Regions from separate parts of the Sus scrofa genome. Here region 1 is linked to region 2. Evidence: chromatin contacts called from public HiChIP or PLAC-seq data. All regions are on one chromosome and are shown on one strand. The core of a region is the stretch at or near the end of the contact, and the rest is flanking DNA. Distances in the headings are between cores, read along the strand shown. Region 1 holds the start of PRPS1 (ribose-phosphate pyrophosphokinase 1). Region 2 holds the start of MORC4 (MORC family CW-type zinc finger protein 4).

Region 1 (5,448 bases), core at 2,634-5,133, 650 kb after region 2:
GTCTAGTTGCACCTCCAAAATCTATTTTCCTCTGCTTCCTGAGTGCAGGGCCACCTAATGAGACATTTCCTGGTCTTTCTTGTAGTAGGTGTGACTTGCAACTAAGCTCTTGCCATGTGACTAAATTCCAAAGAAATGTGATGGAAAATGAAAGGAGCAAATTCCACGTGACTCGTTTCAAAAGAAATCCCTTGCCTGGACTTCTCTTTCCTCGTTCCCATGGGCTGGAATGTGGAGGTACTCATAACCTAGCATGGAGCAGAATGATCCATTGGCCTAAGCCTGGGAGCATGTTATGCAAGAGAGAAATAATCTGTGTTATTTGAGCCACTGTATTTTAGGATCTGTGTTACAGCAGCTTACCCTTTACCCAAACACAGGGTTCTCTATGGTAGTGTATTTAACTGTACTGTGTCTTATAAATATTTGTATGAATGTGTCATTTCCTCTCCTAGGAAGCCATCTCCTAATCGGTATCCTTGCTTTTTGCCACTTTCACTCTTTTTCAGCTGGAATGATTTTTTTTTTTTTTTTTTTTTTGCCTTTTTTAGGGCTGCACCCGAGGCAGATGGAAGTTCCCAAGCTAGGGGTTGAATCGAATCGACAGCTGCCAGCTTACGCCACAGCCTCAGCAACATCAGATCCGAGTCATGACTGCGACCTACACCACAGCTCACGGCAACGCCGGATCCTTAACCCATTCAGTGAGGCCAGCGACTGAACCTGAATCCTCATGGACAGTAGTCGGATTCGTTTCCACTGTGCCATGACAGGAACTCCCAGGAATGATCTTTTTACATTTCGTTTGTTTGTTTGGCTTTTTGGGCCAGGTCTGCAGTATGTGGAAATTCTCGGGCCAGGGATCGAACCTGAGCCACAGCAGTAACTTGAACCACGGCAGTGACAATACCACCAGGGGACTTCTGGAATGATCTTTTTTATTTTTTTCTGGCTGTACCCATGGCATGTGGAAGTTCCAGGCCAAGGATCAAAACTGTACCACAGCAGCAACCCAACCCTTGGCATTGACAATGCTGGATCCTTAACCCACTGGATCATTAATCCTTAATGATCCTTTTAATAGAGAAGTCAGATCACATCATTCTTTGCTAAAAACCCTCACTCGGGAGTTCCCGTCGTGGCTCAGCAGAAACGAATCTGACTAGCACCCATGAGGACGCAGGTTTGATCCCTGGCCTTGCTCAGTGGGTTAAGGATCCAGCATTGCCATGAGCTGAGGTGTAGGTCACAGACAAGGCTCGGATCCTTGGTTGCTGTGGCTGTGGTGTAGGCCAGAGGCTATAGCTCCAATTGGACCCCTAGCCTGGGAACCTCCCTATGTGGGTGCAGCCCTAAAAAGACAAAAAAAGAAAAAAAAAAAAAACCCCTTACTCGGGGGTGGGGGGGGGGGAACGGGACAAAGAAACAGAAAGAAAGAAAAGAAAAACATTGAAACAAAAATATAAAAAATTAAAAATTAAAAAACCCTAGTAATAGCAGAAATCCTGAAAATAACCTACAAGGTCCATATGGTTGGTGGTTGGTACCTTTTTTTTTTTTTTCTTTTTTTGGCTTTTTAGGGCCACACCTGCCGCATATGAAGGTTTCCAGGCCAGGGGTCGAATCAGAAGCTGCCAGCCTTCACCACAGCCAGAGCAAGGCCAGATCCGAGCCATGTCTGTGACCTACACCACAGCTCATCGCAACACCGGATCCTTAAGCAAGTGAGCGAGGCCAGTGGAACCCGCAACCTCATGGTTCCTAGTCAGATTCATTTCCGCTGAGCCACGACGGGAACTCTGGTTGGTACCCTTTCAATTGCTATTATCTCACTGAACATCTTTTCTCTTACAGGTGTGCTCCACCTGTACCACCCCAACACTCACTCTGCACCAGAGGCACCAACCTGCTCGCTATCCCTTGAACACGTTAGACACACTCCTGCCTTGGGGTTTTTGCTGTTTCCTCTGCTTGTCATTCCTTCGTGTTCTTGAGGTCTTTGCTCAAATGTCACTTGCCCAGATAGGCCTTCTCTGACTAACCTACTTCAAATTATACGCTCCCTCCCCTCCACCACCATCCTGGCACATTTTCCCACTGGCTTGCCTGATTTTTCTCTACTTATCACCACTTGATATATTATACAATCTCTTCATTGACATGTTTATTGTTTGAGAATGTAAATTCTATAAGAGCAGGCGTTTCTGATTGTTTACTGCTATATTCTCAGTGCCCAGAGAAGGGCCTGGAACATTAAAAGTATTCAATAAATATTTCAATACATATTGTATGAACAGATTCCTTGGAGGCGAATCCTTTCTAGTCCCCTCAATGCCTAGTGTACTGCCTGGTATGCAATGAAACACTCAGTAAATATTTGATGAATGAAATGCGATGGAAGTCTACTAATATTCTGCCTCGTAGTCTACATCCTTCTTCAAGCATTCCTATACACCGGGGCCTATATTAAATTCCTGAACGTGTAAAATTATGACAAAAGGTCAAAAGGAGAAGTCCTCCATGGGCATTGCTGAAAATGGCAGGAAGGGAGAGCTGGGATGATGTTTTACATGTTTTTTCTGCCTTTGCCACTTGGACAAATTCCTTCCCATCTCTGGTCTCAGTTTCACCGTATGTAAAATAAAGCTAGTAGACTAGATGCTTTCTGAAGTCCCTTCTATTTTTACAGCTTGTAGTTAGGAGCATTATGGCACTCATAACTAAAATTGTATGATTCTAAAATTGTATGATTTTTCTCTTCTAACCCATGATTTGGTATGTTTAATGAAAATGTGGTGGGAGAATAAAGGCCCTCTTTGGTCTAATGAGCAGATACCATTATAAAAATAATAAAACAGGAGTTCCCGTCGTGACTCAGCAGTAACAAACCAGACTAGTATCCATGAGGATGTGGGTTCAGTCCCTGGCCTCACTCAGTGGGTTAAGGATGGAACGTTGCTCCTAGCTCTGGTGTAGGTGGCAGACGCGAATGGGATCAGATTTGCTGTGGCTGTGGTGTAGGTTAGCAGCTACAGCCCCGATTCGACCCCTAGCCTGGGAACCTCCATGTGCCACAGTGCAGCTCTAAAAAAATAAGTAAAAATAATAAAACAGTGGTGTAAAAGGACACATTAGCAACACATAGAATATGATGCCGAGGATAATGGGGCAGGACCAAAAAACAGGTTTTCTGATTCCTTCGAGGCTCTTTATCTGAAGTCCTGTAAGCATATTTTCTCTCCTTTCCCTGGGTCAGGTAAGTCAGACCTTTATTGTTCAGACGTTTCGAAAAATTCATAATTTTCTACTCCTCTGCTTGTCTGAACATGCTTGGTCCCAATGCTAAAAACAAAATGCATCCATCTCTTGCAGTGCCTCTGGATGATTCACAGTCACTTTCCCCTTGGTATTTGTCTTCCAGGCAAAGGCGACACTGAAATTGCTTGTTTGCCCTTTGGATGAGCCTGTGCTATGGGCGTCTGTCAGTGATGCAAACGTGCTTTAATTCAGCCTCTTCCTCACAAAAAGATAAAAATCACGTTCAGAAACATGCAAACTCATGTTCAGAAATCTTTCCTTCATTCTAACGAACCGGGGCTGCCCTCCTAATAAATAGATATTCTTAAGAGAAACTGTAAACCAAAGCCAAACTTACTTTCATGTGCTGAAAGAAAAATTAAAAAAAAAAAAAAAAAAAGCGTGGCTGATTTCCCGCTTGCGGGAGAAGTCTGGCCTTATGCGTCACCAGCATCCCTCCACCCCCAGCCAAGCGCGGGTGTCTCGGCTCTCTTCGGAATTGACAGAATTGCTACAGGGGGCGGGGCTATTCCTTAGCCTCGCCCCCTTCATTGGCTTCCAGTCAGTACCTGAGACAGCCGGAGGCAGGCGGAACTACGGCAAGGATCCGCCCCCTCGCTCGCGCTCAGCTAATCGGGGTGGGCGGGGTGTAAACTTCCCTGCTGACCCCGCCTCCCCGGCTCCGGGCAATTTAGAGTCGCGCGCCGGGCGGGAATGTAAGATGGCGGAGTAGCGACGCGAAGTGCTTAGTACTGAGTCTCCGGGCCGACTCAATTCGGATCTAGGCGGCAGCAGCAGGGATCGCTCAACAAAGAGAGCCTAGGGTAGTTGGCCAAGATGCCGAATATCAAAATCTTCAGCGGCAGCTCCCACCAGGACCTATCCCAGAAAATTGCCGACCGCCTCGGCCTGGAACTGGGCAAGGTGGTGACTAAGAAATTCAGCAACCAGGAGACTTGGTGAGGATGAAGTTGGGACCCGACCGGCCTCACCTGCCGGGGCGGACAGGGTCACACTTGGGCAGCAGAGGGTAGGGGGATGGGGCCACCGCGTGAGTTCCGCAGGGCCGAGGTGGTGGGGGGGAAGGGGCAGATCGGTAGCGAGCGTGCCCCACGGGCTGTTTCCGTTATTTTACCTCTCGCGGGAGGGTCACGCTAGTTCTCACCGTGCGGTGGGGTGGAGTCAAGATGGAGCAGGAGGCGAAGCTGCTGGGTTTAGACGGCAGGGGCTGGAGGACCCAACGCGGGGATGGAGGCTGCCCTAGAGCGACGAGAGGGGAAACACGTCTAGGCTCGGCAGTGGGGACACGTGGCTTTGTCGCTTCGCTGTTGAGCCATCCAGACCGGACTGGGTTCTCTTCAGAGCTTAGGCCGGCTTGCATGGGAGATCCTACTGCGTACTGAGTCCTCCTAGGCTTTCTCCTAGAGTCTAAGAAGCAGCTTTTCAATTCGAAACGGTGTCGGTCGGATTTTGTGTTGAGGGAGATTGATATTGTGTACTGAGGGCGCCAAAATTACTACCAAGGACTTCCCTCAGATTGGCAGGCGTTGGCTCTTCACATCTTTAGAATCGGAGCCATACTTAACTCAAATCTAGTCGAACGGATAAAATGATGCATTAACTGCATCCTGATTGCCAGCATCTCAGTTGGAGCGATCCAGAAAATCTTAGGGAACCTTAATTCTGAAATCCTCGACTTTTCCAAGTGTAGCTATTGATACAGACAATGCAGAAGCCTATTTTCAGTACCAGAGGCTATCCTGAACTTGCCCACTTCTTTTGACGCTGTGTGGGGAATTTAGGAAACAGTTTTATCCCTGAATGTTATTAAGATAATCAAGGAAAGATGGAGAGGAAGGCCAGGAAGGCATAGTGCATTGCAATGAATTTTTTTCATTGCTAATTAAATTTGCTCCCTCCGAGTTCCACCCTGCTCCCCCATCTTGGGGCCCTCTTATAAGATAACTTGGTCACCTGATCCTTTATACTCTTTCCCTCTAACCAGAGCATCTTCTGGTTCTGATAGGTGTTTTGTGTTTTGTTGTTACCCCATTGATCGAATCAGAGCAGTGCCCACTGTCTTATAGATTCAGCCAGTCATCTGTTAAGGGGGAAGTTCACCCCAGACCCAATGATCAGTTAAATTAGTGA
Region 2 (5,358 bases), core at 187-2,686:
AAGACAGTTCACTCTGCATGGCCACAGCGATTGCTTAAGTTGAGACTGGGGCTCATCTGGGGAGCTTTAAAACCATTTTCAAGATTTTGTTCCGTGCCACCTTGCCCCATTAAACACATCTCCCTAATTTCAATTTCTGGAACATTTGCAACGTGCTCGCTCTGCTGCTGCATTTTGTCCAGGAATGTTTTTCTTCTTTGCTCTCCACACAGTATTTAGCACACTACTGCAAAAGCTGGTGTACTTGGCTTCCAGGGATCAACTGAAAACGCTTTAAAAGCAAACATTGGTGGAGCGAGAGGTTAAGTGCTCAGTATTCATTCCAGCGGTGTGAGGGCGCTCGTGGACCACGGACCCAGCCCTCGGCAGACGCAGGGAGCCAAATGCACTCGTGTCATCTCTTAAGAGATGTCCCATCATTCCCAGACGCTCAAGTCCCCAAAGTTAAAGAACTCCAGTTTTCCAGACCTTTCTTCATGCCCCTTTGCAATCTCGGCGCCCTCCGGCTGTCGCCGGTCCCCGTGGAGCCCAGCTGCCTCGGGGCTCGACATTTTTATGCATCTCCTTTTGATTATTAACTAACCTATCCTAGAGTGCCCCGAACATCACGAGCCTGAAAGACTACACGGGATTCCTAACTCTTGAGACACACCTTGTTTCCTCAGCTTTCTCCGCGGAACCTCGTCCGTGGCAACAGAGCCAACCCCCTCCTCCGCTTGCGGAACCGGGGCCGGTCCCGACGCCCCCACCCCAGCCCCGGCCCGCCCCGCGCGGCTCCGCACATTCCTCTCGCGTCCGCGGCACCACGTTGGCACCGCTGCCTCGGGCGATCGCTGCCAGGCCCGCCCTCACCACTCACCTAGCAGCTCCGCGATGGCACTGAAGGGTCGCGTGTGGCTGCTGGAGTTGCTCTGGAGGTAGCGGGGGCTCATCTGGGGGCGAGAGAAGGTCCCGTCCCGCGTGAGGCCTCGGCCCGCCGGGCCCTCCCGCGCGCCCCCCGCAGCCCCGGGGCCCGCGCGCGCGTCCGCCCCCTCGGGCCCCCGACCTACCGTGCTCAGGCGGATCCCGAAGGCCTGCGGGCCGCCGCCCGGCCTTGCCAGCGCGCTACCCGGCGCGCCAGGGCCCGCGGGGGCCCCTCGGTACAGGAGCATTTTTTTGGCCGCCACGATACTCGCTTGCTGCCGCCGGACTCCTCGCCCGGCCGTCCCGGACTGGCCCTCGCTCGCTCCCGCTCGCAGCTGGCGGCGGCCGTCCGGGACTGGCCCTCCCTCGCTCCCACCCGCAGCTGGCGGGGGCGGGGCGCGCTCCAGCCACCTGTCCGGGGCGGGAGGGGTGAGGCCGGCAGAGCCGCGCGGTGGCCCCGCCCTGTCAGCACCTCTCCCGACCCGCCGACTGCCGGGCGGGCCGCGGGGCCGTACAGAAATATGGCGACCTCCTGACAGCCGCTCCTTGATCCCCGCCCCTAATTAATTCTTGGCGTTTGCCATAGGCCAGGCCGCCGAGCGGGAAAGCGCGGGGGAGGGGCGGGCGCGTGGGGAGGGGCGGTCGCGTGGGGAGGGGCGGGAGGGTGTCGGGATTTCTGGAACAGAGTCCCAGTAAGGCGGCGTGACTAACGGGCAGGATAAGACAAGTCTTACAAGTTCTAAAGACCACAGTTTTGCTATCTGGGGCGATAGCAGGCTCGCGTGATGGGAAAGCATTCGGACTATTTTGCTTCAAATGCCTCCAGAAGCAGCCAGAACTTTCCAGAAGGCAATTGGCAAATCATCTTCAAAGCTTTGCAAGCGTGCAGGGAGGTTGTTTATAAAAGGAGAAATTGGAATGCACTTAAATGCCCCAAAAGAGGGGATGGGTTAGGTTATGCAGTATCCATAAAATGGAATACTGTGTAGTTCTTAAAGACCATTTTTGTGGATGAAAATTTATTCGTGTGGAAAATTTTCATGAGGGAATAAAGGAAAGGAGGTTAGCACATACTGTGTAATGCGATATCTTTTATGTTGAAAAAACGAGTACATATATACATACATACATATGTATGTATTCTCTCCTCTCTTTCTCACACACCCTCTACAGTGAGAAACACCTGAAATGATGTATTCTAAGATGATACCTCCAGGTCTGGAATTATTAATCTTTTTCTTTTCATTTTTTTTTCTTATTTGTATTTTCTAGTCCTTGTACTATTAACCACATACAGATTACAGAAAAAAAGATTTTTAATTTTTTTTTTAAAAAGTTACCTGGTAGAGATGAACCTTTATTTATTTGACTATTCCTCTGTGATATTTCATGGTGGTATTGTTTTTCTTGCCAATAAAAATAGTGCTGCCTCAGACATCCTCATGTACAGATCATGAATTTCTGGTACAGTTGTTTCTACAGAATATTGTTGTGTCTATTAGTGTGTGTGCAGTTTACTCTTAATAAATACTGTAAGACAGAGGCATTTGTCCTCCTAGAAATTTGCCCTGCGAGAAACACCTGGCTATTTTGCCACCCACATTCATAGCACTAGATGGTTTTGATCTTTTAACTTTTTGCCAATCTGTCTACTATCTCCTTATTGTTTTAATTTGCATTGCCTTTTCAGTGTAGCTCAATATCGTCTCAAATATCTATTGTATATTTAAATCCTTTGCGCATTATTTACTCCCATTGGGTCCTTTGCATTTGTCTTTTTTTAGCATCATAAATTTTTTTCAATACACAAAATACAGATTATGATTTCATGAATCCCCAGGTACTTATTACTCGGATTCAAAAATTATCAGGACTTTTCTTCTTTTGCAAATTTCTCTAAGTACTTTAGAGAAAATCTCAAACATCATGTCATTTTTGCCCTATAGACTTCAGTATCCTCTAAAAATATGGACATGTCTTTAAAATATAGCCACAATGCCACATTCACTCTAAACAAGATTCATAACAGTTCTTTGATGTCCGCTAATACTCAGTCCATAGTCTGAGTTCCTCAATTATCTGAAAAAATGTCTTTTTACATTTGGTTTGTTTGAATCTAGATCCAAACAAGATGCACACATTGCACTTGGTTATGTGTCTTAAATCTACTTTAATCTAAAACAGTCTCCCCTCTTTTTTTCTTCTTTCTATTGAGTTGCCGAAGAAAGCGAGTCACTTGTACTGTGGAATGTCCTACATTCTCATTTGTCTGTTTGCTTGTTTTTGTTGGTACCTAGTTTGCTCCTCTGGTTAAAAGAGTAAGTGTAACTTAACTATAAACCATAAGATGCCCCTAAAGGCTTCATTAGATTCCAGTACAAAGTTTTTTGGGGCCACACCCACGGCATATGGAGGTTCACAGGGTAAGGGAATTTGGAGCTGTAGCCACCGGCCTGCACCACAACCACAGCAATGCCAGATCTGAGCTGTGTCTGCGACCTACACCACAACTCATGGCAACTCCAGATCCTTAACCCACTGAACGAGGCCAAAGATGGAACCTTCGTACTCATGGATACCAGATTCATTTCCACTCAGCCACAATGGGAACTCCCAGTAAAAATTTAAAGCAGGAATGCTCAGAGATTTATACTTCCTATTGCTTCACATCAGAAAGTACATACTGTCTAACACTTAGTGATGCTCAGATTGATCAGTCAGTGGATTCAGGTAGCGGCAGCCCGGATTCCACTATAAAGTTTTCCACCGACCTTTCAGTTTTTGTAGGTTCATCAATCGATGTTCATTATCTGGGGAAAAAAGAATTTTTATTAGGGCTGCAAAACAATGATAAACGAATCCCATCATTGTAATTTATTAACTGGATCCCTTTGTATAGAATCCCTCATCAACCATGGCTATTTGGTTACTATGAAATAGCCTTCATATAGAAATGATAGGATAAAAGTTTAATTCTTTATTTATTTATTTATTTTTTGTCTTTTTGCCATTTCTTGGGCCGCTCCCGCGGCATGTGGAGGTTCCCAGGCTAGGGGTCCAATCGGAGCTGTAGCCACTGGCCTACGCCAGAGCCACAGCAACGCGGGATCTGAGCCGCGTCTGCAACCTACACCACAGCTCACGGCAACGCCGGATCCTTAACCCACTGAGCAAGGCCAGGGATTGAACCCAAAACCTCATGGTTCCTAGTTGGACTCGTTAACCACTGCGCCACAACGGGAACTCCCTAATTCTTTACCTTGAATCAACAATTTTTAGGGTAAAAAGTTGGTGCCTGTATTGGATACTGTGATGTACCAGCCCACCCCCCATTTCAATAAAGGACTTTTGGGTTGAGCTGCTGAGACAACAGTTGGAAAGCTGCCTCCAGCTGTTAGCCCCTTCAGGGATTGCCTTGGGTACAGAGAGTTGCCTCACTCAAGGTCACAAAGTTTTCTGGGGCAGCCGAAAAACTGACCAAAGAAGAACTATAAAGCCTTGACCGAGAGTTCTCATTGTGCCTCAGTGGGTTAAAGACCCAATATTGTCTCTGTGAGGATGTGGGTTTGATCCCTGGCCTTGCTCAGTGGGTATAGAATCAGGCGTTGCTGCAAGTGGTAGCATAGCCTGCAGATTCGGCTTGGATCCGGTGTTGCCATGGGTATGGCATAGCCCTCAGCTGCATCTCTGATTTGACACCTAGCCTGGGAACTTTGAATGTGCCCACAAAAAGAAGGGGAAAAAAGGCTTGACCATTTCAGACTAATGTGGGACAATTCTGAAGAGTCATTCTAACTCTAGATTTCTCTGTGGGGTTGGCTGAGACTGTTGTTGGGCTTGTAATGCAGCTCAACTTCCTCCTCTGCCCAGGCCTGCTCCTTCCACACATGTTAATCCAAAAGACATCTCATAATAAGCATCTTGCATGCTACATTCTGTCTTAGAGTCTGCATCCTGAGGCAATTCAAACTGTGACACTTGAAACTGAGTGTTATCCAGGAAAGCCAGCTCTTAGGATTTGGGAGCTAGATCACTGCCCAGTCGGCAAGGAGGACCACATCACCGAAGGGTAGGTGAATCACAGATAGCCCCCTGCCACAAGGTGGCAGTCCTATTATTGTTAAGACTTCCACCAGGTGGTGAATTGGGATGGTGTGCTGGTAGAAGGAGACATAAGATCTGGTATGATGTCTCAAGGATTTGAGAAATAGGGTGAAATAGCAGCTATAAGACCAATAGAATTCGATGGTTACCGAGCTCCAAAGAAGATTAAACTCCCAAGGGAGACAGGTTTGCTGTGCCCAAATCAGGATGCTTCCTGGGAAAGACTAGGACCCTGACATATGGTTTGGGGATATCTGGATTGATGCCACCAAAATCTTGAATCCCCAGATTTCCCTGAATCCTCTGAGCCTGCAGAATTGGCCTGACTTCCCTACTAACCGCCCTCATACA

What was found. HiChIP or PLAC-seq counts read pairs in DNA pulled down with a chosen protein or histone mark.
Region 1: a contact with region 2 is called in an H3K27ac HiChIP or PLAC-seq map of skeletal muscle, with 9 times the contacts expected there. The contact joins the promoter of PRPS1 here to the promoter of MORC4 in region 2. A contact is called at or near these places in 1 of 5 promoter capture datasets (liver), 3 of 47 Hi-C or Micro-C datasets (embryonic fibroblasts, heart right ventricle and retroperitoneal adipose tissue) and 1 of 2 datasets of contacts at active chromatin or transcription factors (skeletal muscle).

The regions. Positions count from the first base shown.
Region 1 is chrX:88,070,978-88,076,425 of Sscrofa11.1, forward strand. It overlaps PRPS1 (ribose-phosphate pyrophosphokinase 1), which reads left to right and starts at 3,884. Exons shown (of 7, transcript XM_003135301.4): 1 at 3,884-4,256. The coding sequence starts at 4,135.
Region 2 is chrX:87,425,860-87,431,217 of Sscrofa11.1, forward strand. MORC4 (MORC family CW-type zinc finger protein 4) reads right to left here and starts at 1,437. Exons shown (of 15, transcript XM_021079789.1): 1 at 1,050-1,437; 2 at 860-932. The coding sequence starts at 1,151.